Regions from separate parts of the Mus musculus genome. Here regions 1, 2, 3, 5, 6 and 7 are each linked to region 4. A link is a contact called in public promoter capture Hi-C data. All regions are on one chromosome and are shown on one strand. The core of a region is the stretch at or near the end of the contact, and the rest is flanking DNA. Distances in the headings are between cores, read along the strand shown. Region 1 holds the start of Insrr (insulin receptor-related receptor). Region 2 holds the start of Rit1 (Ras-like without CAAX 1). Region 3 holds the start of Prcc (papillary renal cell carcinoma (translocation-associated)). Region 4 holds the start of Rhbg (Rhesus blood group-associated B glycoprotein). Region 5 holds the start of Sh2d2a (SH2 domain containing 2A). Region 6 holds the start of Lrrc71 (leucine rich repeat containing 71). Region 7 holds the start of Khdc4 (KH domain containing 4, pre-mRNA splicing factor).

Region 1 (2,776 bases), core at 176-2,675, 460 kb before region 4:
AGGTCATCCCAGCCAGCCTCACGGTGCACTTTACTTAAGAGGGTGTGCATGTCACTTGGAATAAGTTAGGTGAACGCTCTCCAGACCCTAGTAAGGAAAGGGAGAGGGCCTCAGCATGGCTGGATGCAGAACCTGGGGAGAAAAATAGTGGGAGAGAAGAGTCCTTAGAACACAATTGGAGGAAGATTGGAAAGTGGAGACCTCTCGGTCCTCAAAAGACCACAGGGTGGCGCTAGAAGCCCTCGCGCCCGGCGTTTGCGCTCGGCCTGGGGCTTCGAGGGCGGAGAAGAGCAGTTCTGAGCCTTTCTAAGCTGTGCCTCTGGTCTTAGGGTCAGTTCCCAATCCTAACCATCCATCTGGGGCCCCAGAGCCGAGCCATGGCCAGGCAGACCAAGCTTGGCATCGATCGCCGTCCTGACAAGAGCATCGATTTCTGTGCGGAGAAATTAATAGATCTCTTAGTTCTTCGGACGTGGGAGCTGGGAACCATCGGCTCACGGTATTTGTGAACCTGGGAAGTCTCAGGCCCAGCATCCAGGCCACTAAATGGCAAGTCTTGCGCAATGGCCTTCTTGACTGCACGTATAAGTGTCGCGTTTAAGAGATCATCCCATCATGAATTGTCCTCCAAGTGGCCCCGAATAAGTACATATATAGAGACCCACTAAGCATCCTGAGTTCTTAAAAGTAACCAAATGGAGCCAGGCAGTGGTGGCACACGCCTTTAATCCCAGCACATGGGAGGCAGAGGCAGGCAGATTTCTGAGTTCGAGGCCAGCCTGGTCTACTTCCAGGACAGCCAGGGCTACACAAAGGAACCCTGTCTCGAAAAACCAAAAAAAAAAAAAGTAACCAAATGAAGGAGGAATCTCACAGAGAGAAGAACGACTCGTCTCCTAGGGATTTGAGCCAAAACCAAGGGATTTGACGGGGACATACCCCGCGCCAAGGAAGTATGTTCAAAGTAGCCTCGGGAGGCTGGGAAGGGCTGTGAGAGGCGAAGTGGTGAGGTCGAAGTGGTGAGGTCTTCAGGTTTCACCAGTGGAGTCCGACCTGTCCAGGCTGCGGGAAGTTACCCCGCAGATGTCAAAACACCTGTTGGACTCCAGAACTCCCCTGCAAATCAAGCCAGGGAGCCCAGCCGCTCCCTCCAGATCTGCAGCGAGCGGGTTGGGGGGGTGGGGATGGGGGAGAGAGGGAAACTGAGACAGAGAGAGGGGTTCCAGAGCTCAGTTCTTGGCCCCCAACCTTATTTCCCCAACACATCTGTCCCCCACCTCCCTCAGTTGACAGGCTAAATATTTTCCCTTGACTTGGTGGGAGGGGCGGAGAGAACAGAGAAGTCGGCGGGCGGCGGCGTAAACCAATCCGTTTCTGGAAAGGGCGGGAGCTGGGCGAGGTCCCTGCCTTTCTGCCCCACCAGCCGCGGCCGGTCGACCGAGAGTGGAAGTCTGCATGTCCAGGAGGTCCGCGGAGTGTCTCGGGGTGGAGTGCTGCGGGTGTCTCGGGACCCCGCTGCCGCCCCTTGGGGCACTCCCGGGGCTCACCGGGGGCTTCCACTCTGCCTCCCCTCAGGACTGCCTGGACTGTCTGGATCTTTGTGTTCTGAATCATCCTCCCTCTGGATGCCTCTCTGAGGCTCCTCCACTCCTATCTGCATCTCTGTCCCAGTATCTGTCTCTGGACCACACTGAGGCTGTCTCTAGCTGCTTGTCACAGGCTTTGTTTCCTCTGTTCCGAAATTCTTTTCTATCTCCCGCGGTCTCTATTTGAGATCTCTAATCCCTTTGCCTTTGTGTGTCGTCGTCGTCCCCACCCCTGCCACTTCACACTGGAACCTGGGTCTGCATCCTCCTTTCTCCCTGGAGGATACCTGGAAGACAACCAGGGCTGAGGTCATGGCAGTGCCTGCTCTGTGGCCCTGGGGAGTACACTTGCTTATGAGCCTGCTGTCCTTGGGATCTGGCCTGGACACACTAGAGGGTGAGTCCCCAGCAACGTCCGTCTAACCCCCATCTCCCTCCAGAACACCTATACTTAACTTAGTCTTTGGTTGGTTGGTTTTGGTGTCTCCAGACAGGGTTTCTCTGTGTTACCCTGGCTGTCCTAAAACTCTATCTGTAGACCAAGCCGGCCTTGAACATAGAGATCCACCTGCCTCCACCTCTCAAGAGCTGGGGTTGAAGGTGTGCAGCACAACTGATTCCTAGTTAGTCTTTATTGGGACGGGAAGACGAGGATCAGCTCTCAGAAGGACTTTTTGCCAGCTAGAACTGTTATATGAAGAGTTTTCTCTCTCAGCTCCCCTAAGAGGTTAAGGAGTTAGAAATGGAACGAACAGATGTTCTTCAACTCACGGCTGTTAGTGAAACCGCGATCCCAGTAAAGTCTGAGTTTAAACCAAAATGAGACTGAGAATTGGAGGTTGCTTCTAGGGCCACTGACTGATAAGAGGCAGGCTGGGATCGAAGCTGAAAACCAGGCACCATTAAGCAATTTGACTTACTGTGTGGATTGTAGGCTCAGAGACAGGAGAGGCAGACCCAGGGCAAGTCCTGAGCTCTGGCACCCCAGGCTTTCATCTGTGTTGGTGGGGACCCTGGGGTCCCACTGTGGGCAGGAGGGCTGTCTGAGAGAGGACTGCCTCTCCTCCGTAACTCAGTGATATACCTCAGATTCACACTTCTCACCAAAGGCACCTAGGGAGTGGGAGTGGGACTAATGCAGACCAAATAGCCCCTCATGGGTTGCCAGGGGCTATGTGGGACAAAGAAGA
Region 2 (2,700 bases), core at 103-2,602, 460 kb after region 4:
CATAAGCTATCTGCTTTTTAAAAAGGTGTATTTATTCATATGTATGTTTTTGCTTATGTGTATATATGTGCACCATTTGTATTCCTGATGCCTGCAAATGGTCAGAAGAGGGTTGTGGATCCCCTGAAACTGGATGGTTGTGGGCCACTGTGTGGGTGCTAGCGACTGAATCCAGAAGCAAGAAGTGTTTTTTGTTTTTTTTTAAAGATTTATTTTGTTAATATATGTAAGTACACTGTAGCTGTCCTCAGACACTCCAGAAGAGGGAATCAGATCCTGTTGCGGATGGTTGTGAGCCACCATGTGGTTGCTGGGATTTGAACTCTGGACCTTCGGAAGAGCAGTCGGGTGCTCTTACCCACTGAGCCATCTCACCAGCCCCCGCAAGGAGTGTTTTTAACTACTGATAATCTCTCCTGAGCTCTGCTTTTAAGACAGGGTTTCATGTAACCCAATGTCGAATTTAGCTGGTATCCAAGGTGGCCCTTGTACTGCTTGGCACAGACACCTTCCAAATGCTTGGTTTATATGGATGTGCTTGCATCCTATCTGACTTGTATTTGTCTTAATAATTTTAAAATTTAAAATTCTAACTAGAGGGCTGGTGAGATGGCTCAGTGGTTAAGAGCGCCACCTGCTCTTCCGAAGGTCCCGAGTTCAAATCCCAGCAACCACATGGTGGCTCACAACCATCCGTAACGAAATCTGATGCCCTCTTCTGGAGTATCTGAGGACAGCTACAGTGTACTTATATATAATAAATAAATAAATCTTTAAAAAAAAAATTCTAACTAGAATAACTGGATACCGCGATCATCTGGTTTTGGTTTCAAGAGCTTTTGATGTAACAGCGTTTTTGGAAAATGAAGCGCTGCTTTGTAGCAAGTACCATACCTACCCTAATGTAATTCTGTATTTTGGAAAGATTGAGGGGGTGTGGGTTTGTTGTGCTGTACATCTGGTGACAGATATTTTCCCTCTACCAGCAGCAAATAGCCCTAAGTTAATCACTTTAAAAGTATCTGTTCGTGGCTGGAGAGATGGCTTAGGTGTTAAGAGCACTGCTCTTCCAAAGGTCCTGAGTTCAAATTCCAGCAACCACATGGTAGCTCACAACCATCTTAACAAGATCTGACATCCACTTCTGGAGTGTCTGAAGACAGCTACAGTGTACTTACATATAATAAATTAATAAATCTTTAAAAGTATCTGTTCGATTAATATAACATCCATTTTTGTAAGTGCAAGCCTTGAGATTCGTATGTGACCAGAGGGCTTAGCGAGTTAGAGTTAGGCGCGGGGCGGAGCAGAGTATCTGTCAGCTGTGGGGGCGGGGCTCAGGGTCATGCCCCGCCCACCGGCGCCATCTTCCAGGACCCGGGCGGGGCCCTGGGCTGTGGGGCGCAGCTGGGAAAGGAACGCGGGTTACCACCCGGCCTCAAAGCTGGTTTCAGAGGTACAGGCTCAGGTGAACAGGGCGGGGGGGTGACGGTGGCGGGAAAGGTGGTGAAGTGGGGGAGCCACGGCCACCGTGAAAGAACGTGACAGTGTCAGGCAGCGCTCTGCACTCATCCGGCTCCTTCCTACTGGCACGCTGCCTCAATCTGAAGTTTTAAGTTCTTTTTAGTTTTCTGGAAAAAGTAAGTTTGGACATCTATGATCTGTTTTAGGACTGAGACTGATTGTGAAGGGCGAGGATGTAGGGCTTCTTAGCGTTCTGCAATGAGCAGAGTAGGCCATGGTGTTTGGGGACGGAAGAAGGAGGCTCTCACTGTGGCCCACTGTTTCCATCCTGGATTGAATGTTCTGTGCCTTCTCCTCTAGGAGGCCTTTCCCAGGGGCCCAGGACTGCCCCGGAGGACAATGGAGTCCGGAGCTCGCCCCATTGGTAGCAGCTGTAGCAGCCCTGCAGCACTCTCCCGGGAATACAAACTAGTGATGCTGGGTGCCGGTGGAGTTGGGAAGAGTGGTAGGTAACCATTTCTGTTTGCCACACAACGTTTGAAAAGCAACCCAGATGGGTTACTGGCTCTTGTGCAAAATTGATAGCTAAAATACTTCCTGGTCACAGTGTCCTGAGTTGCATCTCTTGTTTTGAAGCCATGACAATGCAGTTCATCAGCCACCGATTCCCAGAAGACCATGACCCCACCATTGGTAAGTCAGCTCCTTGTTTATATTTCCAGATACAGCCTGGGAAAGTATCTCAATAGAGTTAGAGCTTAAAAAGTAATATTTATATCCTAAGCTTGTTTGTGTATGTAATTCATACTTACTTAGAGACCAGAATAAACATTTGAGTATTTATTTTAGACTTCATATGCACATTTATGCTATCTTTAGTCTTCAGATTACATTGGTAGACAAACTGTCTTTTTTATTTAAGGACATATAATGTATTGTTAGATTAAAGGAAAAGTTTAACGACCACTCAATGAAACCTTTTCTTGCTGTCACTGTTCAGGGTCTGACATGAGACTAACCCTGAAGGATGAGTCAGCTGGTTTGAACTTCCACAAAAGGAAGCAGAAAAACAAGTAGAGCCAGCCTGCTGAACTCTTAGAACCAATCTTCCACTTAGAGCTCTTCCTTTATTTCCTTATCCTTGCAGCTCATTATATAGTACTGTCTTCTCCTGTGTCTTTGTCATCTTTGGCTGTCATAGGTTGGTGGAATGCTAGTGGGGTAAATCTGTCTCCC
Region 3 (2,700 bases), core at 115-2,614, 370 kb before region 4:
ACAAGTCCAACTCCCATTGTGTGTGGGGGTGAGGGAGAGGCAATACTCAATTTCTTATACCAGGGATAGTGTAATACACTTTTTAATCCAGCACTTGGACTCTGAGACAAGAGGATCACAAGTTGAAGCCCAAGCTGAGCTACACAGTGATTCAAGAAAAGCCTGGGTTACAATACTAGAACCATGTCAAAATAAGTAAACATTCCATCTCTTCTCTAACTCCACTCATGTCCTTTACCTCCTTCCAGCCTTCTTATTTTAGAGATGGGGCAAAGGATAAGGCTGGTCCTGGATGTTCAACAGGAGCACTTTAGTCCCACCAGCTGTCACTTCAGGCGCCACTTTTAACCTGCCCTCAATATGGGAAGAGAAGCCAACTGAGATAAAGATGCTGAAAGGGAAAGAATTGTCTCCATGCATGCGCCTTAAGCCTGTCAGTACCAAGGATACCACGCATCCCTTTCTGCAAGGAAGTCCCAGGTTCCAGAATGCCTCATGGCCAATACCCTAACTCCCCAAAGCAGGCAAGTTCAGGTGAATTTAACCGCCTTCTAAGAGGATTCCAGCGGCTCGGAGTCAACGGATGCGTTTGTCGAGCTCCATTATGGTTACAAGTCCCTCCTACCCCTAAACTCCAGCCCAATGGGACTTGAGGTGCCCCCCCCCTCCATACTCACATCGCCCTTCTGCAGCTCCGGCGCCGCTATCCTAACCGGTTCGGTTCTCTTCTTTGGCTTGGGAAGGCCCAAGGGGGGTCCGACACCGCCCACAGCTGGGGGCAGACTGAGCCCAGGGCCTTGAGGCGATGGCAGCCCCAGCCCCTCTCCAACTCCCGCAGCTTCAGCAGGGCTCACTCCTGCAGGTGGCGGGAAGCCGCCCAGGCCAAAGGGCAGCGGCGGAGGCGGCTGCAGTCTGGGGTCTCCGGTGGGCGGGGGCAGCAGGAGCGGCGGGGGGAAGGCTGGGGCCAGCATCTGGGGGGGCGGGGGCAGCAAGGCCGGGCCTTTGGGTGCAGGAAGAGAAGCGAACAGGCCTCCTAAAGTGGGCCCTGGCATAGGAGCCGCCACATCCTCTTCCTCCGGCTCCGGCTCCGGCTCCGGCTCATCCGGCTCACTATCGTCGCTGCTGGCATAAGCAACCAGAGACATGGCGCCTCCCGCCTTTGGGACGCCCTTGCTGGCAGACTAGGCCTACTTGAGACCCGGGATGTCCCGGCGGCCTAGTAGGCCCTACCAGCGGGCAAGGCGGGGAACCGAAAAGCGCCTCCTGCTCCGTGCTCTAGAACTATCCCCGGCAGGAACCCATGGCTAGGGTTGATTTCCACCGAGTAAGAATTCCCGCTACACTTAAGCTCCTAGCACCAAGCAACTACACACACCTAATGGCCGCCGAGTCACTCCGCCTACTACTCACCTCACAGACTTAAGAACTACAATTCCCAGAGAAGACTTTAGCAACAACCCCATTCTCTACCTCCGGGAACTCAGTGCAAAGCATGGCGGGAATTGCAGTCTAAAGGTGGCGTAAAGGGTGCGCAGAAAGACTGAGCGAAAGCTTCCTCTGATGCAGTGATTCCTGGGATTCGTAGTTTGTTTGTTTGTTTGTTGTTGTGTGTCCTTTCAAGTCCTATGTTACTACAAGCCCCATGGATCAGCGCGGTAGCACGTAAGCATTTAGAGCATTTCGGTACTTGAAGTTCCTCAGAGCAGCTAAGGATTATGGGAGCTGTGGTACCCTTAGAAACTGCAAGTGTTGTCGGGAAAGTGATGAAGTCTGGGAAAGTAAATAGCTTAAAGGGAAAGTTACCTGTAAATAAAACAGTGATGCTTCCGAGTCGACCTGGGTGTTAGAACAAAGCACCCCAAGAAAAGACAAAGCTCTAGGGTACGTTATAAAATTAAGATTGCGAAGCCAGAAAGAAAACGAGGCCGCAGGCATCTGAGAGCATGGCAAGGGTGGTGTCATGCACCTTGAATCCCAGCACTAGGAAGTCAGACGCGGGCGGAGATCTGTGAGTTCGAGGCCAGCCTAGACTATGAAGTGAGGTCCAGGACAGCCAAGGTGACACAGAAAATCCTGTCTCTGTCTCACAGAAAAAAAAAAAAAAAAAAAAAAAAAAAAAAAAAAAAAAGAGTCAGTGCTCTTAACCAATGAATACACCAGTATACATCTAGTAACAGTACACACCTCCCATGAACGCTATCCCCATGAGTGTGGGGACTTGGGCTCCTTCCTCAGCAACTAGTGAGAAGCACGGGAAACTAGGGCAAGGTATTGGAGAATTGGAGATTAATCACTTTACCTCAGTAAAAGGACAGACTATGGCCCGGTACACTTCCAAGTTCTTAGGGGTTGATCACCTGTGCCCACCCTACAGTGCATGTGTCTTTGGCATTCATTTCTTGGCTGGATGTGCTGTCTTCTCGGCCTTTGCGTATGGCCCTCATATCCACCCACTTTTACTGCAGGCTTTTTCACATACTGCCCGTCTATGATGACGTGCTGTGCAACTGCTCTTCCCTGGCTCCCTGTGATTCTGGATCACTTCTGTCACCCTCTAACTGAGGGCCCTCTACTTGCCATGTCCTTTATACATGAACCCATCTCTCTGTGGGTACCTCCCTGCTCCTAAGAGCAGAAAACCTTTGAGGTCAGCCAACAACGAAAGAGCTGCTAGAGTTTGGCAGGGAGGAGGCTAAAGAA
Region 4 (2,700 bases), core at 4-2,503:
AGAAAGTGGGTTTAATAGCCTTGTTGCTTTTTGCATGCCCTTCAAACAGACATTTTCCCTCACTCCTTTTTGGTGTTTGTTTGTTTGTTTGTTTGTTCGTTTGAGACAGAGTTTTGTTAGCTCAATCTGGTCTCAGATTCACAGTGTGGCTGAGGCTGGTTTTGAACTCCAGATCATCCCTCCTCCACTACTGGAGCACTGAGATTACAGGCACAAACCATCACCCCCAGCTTCTTCCTGGCACTTGGATGAGGAACTGGAACTAGAGAAGGTTGACTTGGGCATTAGAGGGAGGGGCAGTGTGCTTGGTCCCAGATGTCCAGTGCCTCAGTTACAACCTCGAAGGAAATGCTCTGTCTCCATGAGGGGGTTAACTCCCTGTCCAGAACCTTGTCAGGAGGCAAATGGTCAGTGGTCAAGTTTATGATGTGTAAGCGCTATTCTAGCTGTGCGATCCTTGGTGGGTGATAATGGGCACCCCGCAGCCACCTTAAACTGTGAGATGAGATAATAGTGCAGCACCGAGCACAGCCCTAGCCCGCCTCACACTGGCCTTGAAACTGGCAAATGGGTCCAGGGTCCTCTCACTCTCAAACCTGGAGTGTTTGTGCTGAAACCAATCTTCGACGCCTGAACATGTGGGAATTTCACACCTAGTTCTCCCTCGTCTCCTCTGGCACCCTACCTGGCAGTCCCACCAAGATTCTCTTTCCTGTGGTCAAGCTGGACTCCTAGACAAAGTCAAATTAGCCCCAACGGAAGGTGAGACAGTAGCTAACACTGGGGCCACTTACAACTGGATTGAAGCCCCAGCTCCCCTTACTGTCTGACCCTGACTCTGACTGAGCCTTACCTCTCCTCAGCCTGAGATAGAGCATGTGCCATCCCCAGCAGTGCCTGGAACAAGAGGGACACTAGAGAAAGGGGACTATTTTAAAGCCCCGGCAGTCATCTTGGTGGCAGGAGTACCCATCAACGCCCTTCCCTACACACCCGGGACTTAGAGGCTTTGCTTCCCACGCCCTCGCCCGCACTCACTTGGGTAGCGAAAGTAAAACTCGTTGTCCACGTTACTGTGGTTGCCCCAGTGCCACAGGGCAGCGTCGGTTTCGTGGTTGTACCGGACAAAGATAGCAAAGAGGAGGGCAGTGGCGCCTTGGAAGAGCAGGCACAGCAGCGGCAGGACCAGGCGCCGGTGGCGGGGAACGCGGGCCATGAACGCGGCTGTGTTCTCCCGGTCTCCGGCAGGGCAGTGCCGGCCAAGCTGACTCCTGCCACCGCAAAGGTGAGGCCCCGCCCCCCGGAGGCCGTGCTGCTCCTTGGGGAGCCCCACCCCTCAGCTCGAGGTTGGCAGGGATTAGCCCCGCAGGTCAGGTCCTGTTTCCCATGGCCCCGCTGAGGCACCGGTGATGTGTGAGCTTCCCCAACTGTGCCCCAGCTGCCAGAGGGTGGAGAGAGGGGGAAAGGTACTCGCCCCTTTAAACCTGGTGTGAGAGATTGGCATCCAAGAAGCTAGTATCCTTTAAAGGTCCTACCTGGTTTCCCTCGGTTAATAGGAAGGAATCGGATTAATGCTGAGATCTTCCGTTGCCTGGCTGTAGAGATAAACCAGATGGCCCCTCTCAGAAGCAGTTGCCTCTACCACTCTACCACCTTTGTTGTTGTTGTTGTTGTTGTTAAAGATGTATTTAGTTATTTTATGAGTACACTGCCATTCTTTTTAGACACACCAGAAGAGATCATCAGATCCCATTACAGATGGTTGTGAGCCATCAAGTGGTTGCTGGGAATTGAACTCAGGACCTCTGGAAGAGCAGTGGGTGCTCTTAACTGCTGAGCCATCTCTCGGGCCCCAGCCTCTACCACCTTAAGTTGAGCTGAGATTACAGCTCCAACAGCCATGGTCCCTGAAGGACTCTAGCCGGTAGGGACACTGGTACTCTTGGTTCTGAAACCTGCAGTCCACAGGTGCAGGGACAGTAGGATAGCTTGCTAACCCTCTGCTCATTGTCCAGTTCTTCCACTGTCTCAGCAGGGACCTGAGCCTCTGCCCCTGCCTTTTTTGTGGACTTGGGAGGACACCTGGATTCTAGCTGTCTGGTTTCCTGTGCCAAGGGTCCAGCCAGGCACATGAAAGACCAGAGATCAGCCTCTGGTGACACAGCTCCCAGCTGGTCCATGTGGGCCCTGTCCAGAGACTCTCCATCACTCTTCAGTCAGCAGGAAGGTTAAGCATAAAGACTCAGCATCTATGGGTCACCCCCTGCGGGGGCCATCTCCTGTCCCAGGTGTGACTCCTGAGCCCTGCTTGGTGTCAGTAGTTGCTTGGGTGGTTCCAGCAGGTCTGGGAGGAAGAGCCTTCTATACCCCCAGAACTAGAGAAAGGGGAAGAGAGAGCTGTGGTCTGATTTTAACCTCCTCTTAACTCCATACCTCCCTTCATCTACAACTCCTCCAGGGCCTGACTTCCCCCTTTTCTCTTCTTCATTCATTCACTCAATAAATACTCATGTAGTGTCTACCCTGGGCTAGGTCCTAGGGTTGGAACCAGATAGTCTAGTACAAGGATATAACGGGCTTAGGCCCTGAAGGTCCCAGCCTAGCAGATGTTAGCTCTTCAATCGCTGAGTCAGGGGAGGGCTTCAGAAGTTCCTTTGGAAAGACAGAAGAACTGGGCCAACATATGGTCAGCATATGGGA
Region 5 (2,700 bases), core at 153-2,652, 410 kb before region 4:
GTTCCTGCAACTTCTTGCCATTTCCTCGGCCTCTGGCAGGTTGGCAACCCTTTTGGATTCTTCGGGATTGAACTTTAGTTGCTGATTCGTGAGTGGTGATTGCTGAATGGATGGAGTGCAGCTGCTGACTCATGTTTGGTGTTTGCCACTGGACTGGATTACTGATATCCTGACAATGAAGATTGGAAACACCCCCAAAGAACTATTTCTAAACAGGTCCACTTTCCCCATGCCCTAATAACATTTCTTTTCCACTACCTCTGGTGGGTGGTGGGCTAGAGGGGAGGTTGAACGCTTATTAAAGTAGGCTGAGAAAAATTTATGCCTATATGCTTTTGTCTCCTTTGTCAAAAATGAAGGGGACATAGCTCTGTGAGCTTCTTTCCATGGTCTCTGCTCTCTTGCACTGGCATAACCCTCTCCTTTCATGCCAGCACCAGGATGTCTTTATCACCATGGCTATGTCTGGTGTTGGCTATTGTGATATTCCAGATGTGGTCTTTGTTATTTGTTTGTTTGTTTTCCAAGACACTTTTTTTTTCTATATAGCCCTAGCAGCGCTAGAACTCACTCTGTAAACCACGCTTCCCTCAAACTCAGATATCCCCCTGCCTCTGCCTTCTGAGTGCTGGGCCTGGGATAAAAGATATGCTGTCTTTTGCATTTCTAAATACTGTTAAATACTTTGGTGTAGGTCATAGGATCTGGTTTCCTGGGTAGATGCCAAAAGATGCAGAAGACCCTGCCTGTCCAGTATACCCTGCCTCTGGTACCTACCTCTTACAAGCTCCACAGCCTCCCAAGATAGCAACTACTTGCTTGGAAGCACACAGTGGACAAAGCTGTGAGATAGCTCAGAGTCAACCCCAACAGCCAATCCTGCCATTCCTAGCAGCGACCTGTTTAGTTAGAGAATCCCCTAAGGTTGCTTAGTGTTGCCCTAATCTAAATCCACCATCTGCTCAAAGATGAACATCAGGCCCCTCCTCTCTAACCCAGGTCTCGTGGGTCCCACATAGCTAACCGAGTCCCCAGCAGCTGGAGCAATGGCTCTGTGAGCAAAGTCCCTGCTATTCAAGCATTTAGGCTGAGATAGGAACCTCAGTGTGCACATGTCCGTGGCCCCAGTGCTGGTTTAAGAGGAGATGAGTGAATCCCAGGGGGTTAACTGACCTGCCAGTCTAGCTGAAATTATGAGCTCAAGGCTCAGTGAAAGACCTTGTCTCAATAAGGTGGAGAATGGTTGGGGAAGCCACTTGCCTCAACCTTTAGTTTCCTTGTTACACATATAGGCAAGTGCACCTGCGGTATAACACATACGTTGAACAAGCACAGACACATATACGTATATACACAAAAGTCCTTCCAGAGGTCTGACCCACATCCTTCCTGTTGCAGCTCTGCCCCACTCACCTCATGTATCTTCTCAATGCAAACTTCTGAGTATGAATCTCTGAGAAGCCTTATAACACTTTTGGAGAAGGGGACAAAGGTCAGATAGCAAGAACACCTCACACCTAACAGAGTAGCCCACCACTACCCCAAGTGCCTGGCTTCCAGAGACAGGACTGGTGTGTTACTGCACTTTCCATGACGTGGGTCCTTTTCGAGACAAAGGAGGTGGGTAAAGCGACATTTCCTGTCCCTGGGGGAAGGAGGGAGAGGAGAGATGAGCAGCTGCCGAGTGTGCACCTCCTTTGAGAGCACCCACACCTGCTTCCATGGAGTTCTGCTTGGCCCAACCATGCCCCCAAGGTACGTATAAAGTTTTCTCTCTGCTCCCTTCCTGAGCCTCAGCCTCCACTTCACAGCTAAGCAGTTGACCCAAGCCAGAGCTGCCTTAGTGTCCACTGCTTCTACTCCATCTCTGGGGCTCCACATCTCTGCATCCCTGAGGGCAGGGGACAGGATCCCAAGAGATTTTTAGGAGCCTGGAATGGGAGGGTGAAAGACAGAGGAGTCGAGATCAAGGGAAGGCCTGGCCTAAGGGACTACCTCTCTACGGGGCTTCCAGGCCTCAGAGGCTCAGCCTAGACCCCAGGGTTCTCCCTTTACGGACAACCCTTCTCTTGCCACCAGTCCCTTTGAAACACCTTGACTCCTTATTCCTATCCCTGGGATTCCCACCCGCTACCTCCCTGGTACACACTTGCACTTCTCCTGTCCTCATGACTGTCCCTGTTGGGAAAAGCCCCTTTGGAGATGTTTAAGAGCCTGAAGTAAAGAAGGGAGGGAAAGATGGCCTGCCTCTGGGAAACCCCACCAGCCTCCCTTGTGCCAACAGGGAATCATGAAGCTACTTCATCAACCTTCAACACCTTCCAGCCAATGAACCTGACCCAGGGGAGATGCCAGAACTTGAGTTGTGGGAGCAGGCCCAGCATGCAAGTTATGAAGGAACAGGGGGTTCAGCTCAGCCCCAGAACTAACCACACGGTGGTGAGTAGAAACCTAGGTGGGTGCAGCTGCCTCATCCACCACCATCCTCTCGAGGATGAGGGTGTGCACATGAACCCATGTCAAAATGCAAGCTGGGGACCGGAAGCAGGAAGTGGGGAGTTCCTTCCTCCCGTACATAGCTACCCACTTGCCCTCAGTTTCTCTGGCCCTGAAAAATCTCAGGCCCAGTCATCAGGGGACCAGGACACAGTACACTGACACCAAATGCAACTGTCTGCATGCTGTGCCAGCACGTCCATT
Region 6 (2,700 bases), core at 91-2,590, 510 kb before region 4:
TGCAGTGCAGGGTGACTCTCCATCCCCCTCATCCTTCACCAACTCCATCTCCCAGGAGCCTAACACACCCTCTCAAACCTTCACTGTCCTGTGCCGATGATCACCGTCCCTGGACTGGGCTACTCAGAGTCACACTCACCTTTCTGCTGCCCCTATCTCTGTTTCCCATCTCCTCCATGCACAGCCAGCGTTTCTTTTTCTCTTTTACTCCCTTGGGTCACACTGTCTTGATGTATTGTTCTATAAGGAACTTAGTGCCTCCTGCCTCAGTACCCCGAGTGCTGGGATCACAAGTATGTGTGTGGGCTTTCTGTGCCCAGCAAACCCTGGCCTATCTGTCTTCCCTATGAAAGATGCTTTTTCTCCAGTTCCTTATACCCTGCCTATCCCTGGGCACTAGCGCTGACAGGAAAACAGCACCTGGCAAAAGGCAGACCGGCAGCATCTTTTCCCAGTGTTTTATTTCCATTGCAAGGAAAACGGGGTCCTGACCCTCTTTAATAACAAAAGCATCGAATTTGTATCAAGATGCCTTCTGATACATTCCCTTTTGTGCTTAATTGGTTCAAACTGAGTTCTGTCCCTTGCAACATGAGAAGCAATGGTCCTGTTAATCCAACTTTAATAGTTTTCTTTAAGCGTGCCAAAGCACAACTGTGACCATGGCCACAGAGAAGACACTCAAAAGTAACTGTTGTCTAAATGAATATCCATAGAGCTGTGTTCCTAAACCTTCCCACAGCCCCACGGGATCTTCTCACCACTGCCTCAGCCTTCTTTGACCTATCTTGTCACATCTTACAGTGCACGTCAGCTTCCCCAGGCAATGTGTACTCTTTAAGACCAACCCCTGAGGAGGTGGGATGTGCTGATCCACATTTGATCTCGGAGGAGATAGGTAGACCTCTGAGTTCGGGGTCAGCCTAGTCTGTAGAGCAAGTTGCTGACCAGTTTTAATTTTAAAAAAGAAAAAAAAAGAAAACGTCAAGTCCAATTAATCCAGCCCTGCCCCGCCAGCATACCCGGATTTTTTGGCTCGTCCTCTCCCACCGGGGGCAGGGTGCTTGCTGTCTTATCTTTAGCAGCCCGATCCCCCTTCTTGGTTACTGCTCCGGATGACTTCTGGGCCCCAGGACGCGGAGTCCTGGGTGAGGTCCCTGTAGTGCTTGGCTCACTTGACATAGGGGTGCTTTTGGACCCCTCGAGTGAGAGGCAAGATGAAACGGGACTCTGTGGGCCTCACCCCTAGGATCTCCACTCAGCCAAGCGACTCCGCGACTGCCCTCTCCAGGGCAACCCAGCCTGATTGGGTGGGGCTGTGGCCGGAGCAACGGGCAAAGAGTGCACGTGGAGGCCCCTGACTCTGCCAGAGCCAGAGCCAGTGGGCGTGGCTAGGCGTAGGGCATAGATGCGTGGAATCTAGGGCAGTGCAGCTAGGGCCCTAATGGTCTGTACTCTCTGTACTCGCAGAGGAGGTTGTGGGGGGAGAGGACAACGCACTGAGCTAGAAGGTTGTAGGGGAGAGAGAGTGCCTTGTGAAGGGCCCAAGTGGTAAGGGCTCGGGCTATGCTGAGTTCTTTGCCAGCTCTCCTCAGCTCCCTGGAGGTCTGGAGGCTTGTCTGCTGGTTTGATCTAGGAGGTCCCATCTTTACCATTTCGCCATCCCGGGCCCCTTTGAGTTGCTTGGCTCCTCATTCAGTACCACAGCAGCACGGATGCTGCTCTCTGCTGAGACTCTATCTCTGAGGAGAGCTCCAAACTAGGCTCTGGGGGACACTGGGGACACGGTATTGCTGGTACTTTGATTCAGCCACTCAGCTTTTAGAGGAACATTTATTGAGTGACTACCCTGTGCCAAGGAAACCAATAGTGAGTGAGCCTAAACACCAGAGTCCTGCATCAGAGAGCTGGCGATCAGCCTCTCCACTAGGGGGAGGCAGACGCTAATCTAGCAACAGGGGAAAGCACATCGGAGTGCAGCTTGAGCTGTGCATGTGACCCTGAGCCGTTAAACCCAGCACTCAAGAGGCAGAGGCAAGCAGAGCTCTTGAGTTCCAGGCCAGCCAGGACTACATAGTGAGACAGAGTCTCAAAAACAAAACAAAATGCAACAATCCCATCTTCTTGCCTGGTACCACTTCTGCCTTCTGTGGGTACGTGGAGAAGAGAGTAGCTATGAAGCAGATGTGGGGTGGGTGTTCTGTGGAATATGTGAAGGGCAAGCAGGACTCAACGGGTAACTTAGGAAGGCTGAACTTAGATGTGCCAATTCCTGGGCTGGGAAGTAGGGTGGCAGACAGCCTTCATTCTGGGAAAGAATGAAGCGAGACGGGAAAGGGAGACTGCAGGACCGTCAAGGCGTACCAGGAGGACAAACACCAGAGTCGGGGAGCAATCCTCTGAGCAAAGACATGGAGGATTACTGGGTGAAGGGCAGGCAGGTAGTTAGGGCCTGCTGCTGGTGGAGCTCTAACTAGTTAAGCTTGGAAGCTGACTACTAGATAAGATGGAAAGTGCAGAAGGCAGAACCTATACCTGACTCCCTCTAAAGCCAACTAGAGACACACACAGCCTGCCTGAGCATACACACAGAAAAGGTACCCAACACATACTTTTAAAAAAAATCGATCTAAAATCACACTTGTACAACAACATTCTGCCCACCAGCTTATGTCCACAGGGACTTGAGCAGTGGGTGGG
Region 7 (2,700 bases), core at 80-2,579, 430 kb after region 4:
TCAAAAAAGCCAAAGACTCTTTGGAGTCTAGCCCTAAAAGATCAAGGGAGCACCTCTCACACTAGTGTGGTTGACACCACAGAGCAGTGTCTTCATCCCTACCACAAATGTATATTTATTTATTATGTGCCCAAACTCTCTATTATTTAGCTTTTAAGTGAATTTTTTTTTTTTTAAAGATTTATTTATTATTATATGTAAGTACACTGTAGCTGTCTTCAGACACTCCAGAAGAGGGCGCCAGATCTTGTTACGGATGGTTATGAGCCACCATGTGGTTGCTGGGATTTGAACTCTGGACCTTCGGAAGAGCAGTCGGGTGCTCTTACCCACTGAGCCATCTCACCAGCCCCAAGTGAATTTTATTCTATGAATTATGTCGGAATGTAAGTATTTCTATAAGCTAGCATTCTGGGTTTGTTTGCTTTCTGTTGGAAGAATACTTGCATAAACGTTAAGGATCTGTTTTTCAGATTCACCCAAAACTCCTTAGAATTCAAAGCTTTTCAGTATATTGAAGAGGCAGTCAAGTGTAAACACACAGCCCTCAGAGAAGGGGATTTCATAACTTTTGATTTTTAATCTCCATTATGACAGTTCTTAGATCAGAGAGCAACTTTCCTTGTGTGCTCCAGGGATCTAACTTACATCGTTGTTTGTCTACTAGCACCTTCGTCTGCAGGGCTATCTCTCAGTCCCTGGCTTCGTTTTTTTTAAAAGCTCCACCTCGCTGAGCAGTTTTTCTCCAACTTTACTTGTTTTATAACAAGTTGTCCAAGTGCTTACGAGTTTGCCAAAACCAATGTTTTTGCTCATGGCCACCAGAACAGCCCCCCCCCCCCCATGCAGCGGGCTGACTGGAGCTTCCTATCCCTAAGGGTGGGTGGGTGGGGGACCCAAAACAAAACAAAAAGAGAAAGAAAGAAAAGGAAGTTGTGCAAATGACTTTGGAAAGAATCATTTCCTTTTTTCATAAGCTGAATCGAGAAGTGCGCTGAAGTCGCCGGCAGGGTTCTCCTCCGCTACAGGCTGGGACTCCACGTGAGCAAAGAGAACGCGGAGAAAGTCGGCTTCATTTTCTGACTTGTCTTCCAGGCAACTCGCTTGCCCACAATAAAAATGGATTCTCCTAGCCCGCAACTCGCTTTTAAACCAGGCCCAACAACCATTTTTATTAAGGGCAAGAGAGCAAGCCGGAGAGTCGACAGGCAGGCACTCCTGTCACTGAGACGCCAGACGCTTTAAATCACCGAGGGTCCAATCGGAATCAAGAGTCCTCACCGGACCCGCCTTACCTCACGGCCGGAAAAGGCCGTGCGTCAGCGCGTTGGGCGGAAGTGGCGGGAGGGCGGTGGTGGGTAGTTGGCGGGTGGTTGACTGGAGCAGGCCGCCATGTCCGCAGGGAGCGCGACACATCCTGCCGCTGGCGGGTAAGGGCTTCGCGGGCCAGGCTGGGGGCAGCGAGCACGGGCCCGGGGCAGGGAGACCGGCGAGGCTGCGTGTGGGCCGGACGGGCCGTCTAGTAGGACGCGTCCGGATGCCGAGGCCGGGGTTCTGGAGAGAATGTTGAGCTGGCCTCGGGCGCCCGGAAAGAGGCCGGCCGCGGTGCGAGAGGGAAGGGAGGGAACTCGGAGCCTTTTAGAAGGACGAGCCAAGGAGAAGGCGAACGCAGAGCGTTCCCGGCCGAGCCGAGTCTCCGGATGGAAGTGACTGGAAAGGAAATGTTTCGTAAGGGGATCGGAATAAGGGGAGTGGGACTGAGCTTTAGATAGGAATCTCGGGCACGTCTCGGGACCATGGCAGGCGACGCGGGATGGAGTGTACGAAGGGGGAGACTACACAAAGGAAGGCCGTGGGCCTCAGGATTTCCCTTTTCCTACCTGTAGGCGCCGCAGCAAATGGGATCAGCCAGCGCCAGCTCCGCTTCTCTTCCTGCCGCCAACGGCCCCAGGTGGAGAAGTCGCTGGCAGCGGGGCGAGCCCCGGGGGCGCCACCACCGCCGCCGCTCCTTCAGGAGCCTTGGATGCCGCCGCTGCCGTGGCTGCCAAGATCAATGCTATGCTCATGGCCAAAGGGAAGCTGAAACCATCTCAGAATGCGGCCGAGAAGGTATTGCGAGCGCTAGACGCTCTGCGCTTCGGGATTTTCTTTTTCCTCCCCTTTCTTCACCTTTCAGTTGCTTGGTCATTGGGGTTAATGAAGATGAAACCGGTTAGAGTGAAGATCACGTTTGGGAGTATTTAGATGATACCTTGTTAAATTGTTCCTGCAAGGCAATGAATGGGCTTTGGTTTTTTTGTTTCAGGCAGAGACTCTGTATATTTAGACCAGGCTGGCCTGCTTGCAGAGATGCCTCTTGCCTCTGACCCCCCAAGTGCTGTGCCCCATCATTGCATCCTGAAGTCAGGCAGTTTTAATTGATGTAGTTCCCTTGTTTTGTTTTTCGAGACAAGTCCACGTAGTCTTGGCTGTCCTGGAACCGTGGTTTAGCCTCGAACTAATGGGGAGATATCCGTCTCTGCCATCTACGTAGGATAAGGACATGCGCAGCCACCACCTGGCTGGTCTTGTTACTTTTATGGACTAGTTTTTGTGCTTAGAAACTTAAACTCAGTTTTTTTTTATGGATATTTGAGGCAATATGTTTTTGATCCATGAAGTTCTGGTATATCAAGTCAGTGTTTTAAAAATACTCATTTG

Evidence for each region. Promoter capture Hi-C pulls out the DNA fragments that hold promoters and counts their contacts.
Region 1: a contact with region 4 is called in a promoter capture Hi-C map of pre-B cells, with 3 times the contacts expected there. The contact joins the promoter of Insrr here to the promoter of Rhbg in region 4. A contact is called at or near these places in 7 of 39 promoter capture datasets (the 3T3-L1 cell line, liver, pre-B cells and 2 more), 2 of 115 datasets of contacts at active chromatin or transcription factors (bone marrow-derived macrophages and pancreatic cancer cells) and 1 of 9 other capture datasets (liver).
Region 2: a contact with region 4 is called in a promoter capture Hi-C map of liver, with 2.9 times the contacts expected there. The contact joins the promoter of Rit1 here to the promoter of Rhbg in region 4. A contact is called at or near these places in 1 of 39 promoter capture datasets (liver) and 1 of 9 other capture datasets (liver).
Region 3: a contact with region 4 is called in a promoter capture Hi-C map of pre-B cells, with 4 times the contacts expected there. The contact joins the promoter of Prcc here to the promoter of Rhbg in region 4. A contact is called at or near these places in 3 of 39 promoter capture datasets (hippocampal neurons, liver and pre-B cells) and 1 of 115 datasets of contacts at active chromatin or transcription factors (pancreatic cancer cells).
Region 5: a promoter capture Hi-C map of liver shows a contact between it and region 4, with 4 times the contacts expected there. The contact joins the promoter of Sh2d2a here to the promoter of Rhbg in region 4. A contact is called at or near these places in 2 of 39 promoter capture datasets (liver and pre-B cells).
Region 6: a contact with region 4 is called in a promoter capture Hi-C map of liver, with 4 times the contacts expected there. The contact joins the promoter of Lrrc71 here to the promoter of Rhbg in region 4. A contact is called at or near these places in 2 of 39 promoter capture datasets (liver and pre-B cells).
Region 7: a contact with region 4 is called in a promoter capture Hi-C map of liver, with 4 times the contacts expected there. The contact joins the promoter of Khdc4 here to the promoter of Rhbg in region 4. A contact is called at or near these places in 2 of 39 promoter capture datasets (both in liver) and 1 of 115 datasets of contacts at active chromatin or transcription factors (pancreatic cancer cells).

The regions. Positions count from the first base shown.
Region 1 is chr3:87,795,526-87,798,301 of GRCm38.p6, forward strand. It overlaps Insrr (insulin receptor-related receptor), which reads left to right and starts at 1,426. Exons shown (of 22, transcript NM_011832.2): 1 at 1,426-1,983. The coding sequence starts at 1,899.
Region 2 is chr3:88,715,502-88,718,201 of GRCm38.p6, forward strand. It overlaps Rit1 (Ras-like without CAAX 1), which reads left to right and starts at 1,353. Exons shown (of 6, transcript NM_009069.4): 1 at 1,353-1,456; 2 at 1,825-1,969; 3 at 2,101-2,157. The coding sequence starts at 1,864.
Region 3 is chr3:87,884,198-87,886,897 of GRCm38.p6, forward strand. Prcc (papillary renal cell carcinoma (translocation-associated)) reads right to left here and starts at 1,365. Exons shown (of 7, transcript NM_033573.2): 1 at 678-1,365. The coding sequence starts at 1,145.
Region 4 is chr3:88,253,431-88,256,130 of GRCm38.p6, forward strand. It overlaps Rhbg (Rhesus blood group-associated B glycoprotein), which reads right to left and starts at 1,254. Exons shown (of 10, transcript NM_021375.3): 1 at 1,039-1,254. The coding sequence starts at 1,216.
Region 5 is chr3:87,845,353-87,848,052 of GRCm38.p6, forward strand. Sh2d2a (SH2 domain containing 2A) reads left to right here and starts at 1,403. Exons shown (of 7, transcript NM_021309.3): 1 at 1,403-1,755; 2 at 2,285-2,439. The coding sequence starts at 1,722.
Region 6 is chr3:87,747,283-87,749,982 of GRCm38.p6, forward strand. It overlaps Lrrc71 (leucine rich repeat containing 71), which reads right to left and starts at 1,341. Exons shown (of 15, transcript NM_028971.1): 1 at 1,023-1,341. The coding sequence starts at 1,182. It overlaps Pear1 (platelet endothelial aggregation receptor 1), which reads right to left. Exons shown (of 25, transcript NM_152799.2): 25 at 1,815-2,700.
Region 7 is chr3:88,684,458-88,687,157 of GRCm38.p6, forward strand. It overlaps Khdc4 (KH domain containing 4, pre-mRNA splicing factor), which reads left to right and starts at 1,330. Exons shown (of 14, transcript NM_028814.4): 1 at 1,330-1,430; 2 at 1,887-2,109. The coding sequence starts at 1,393.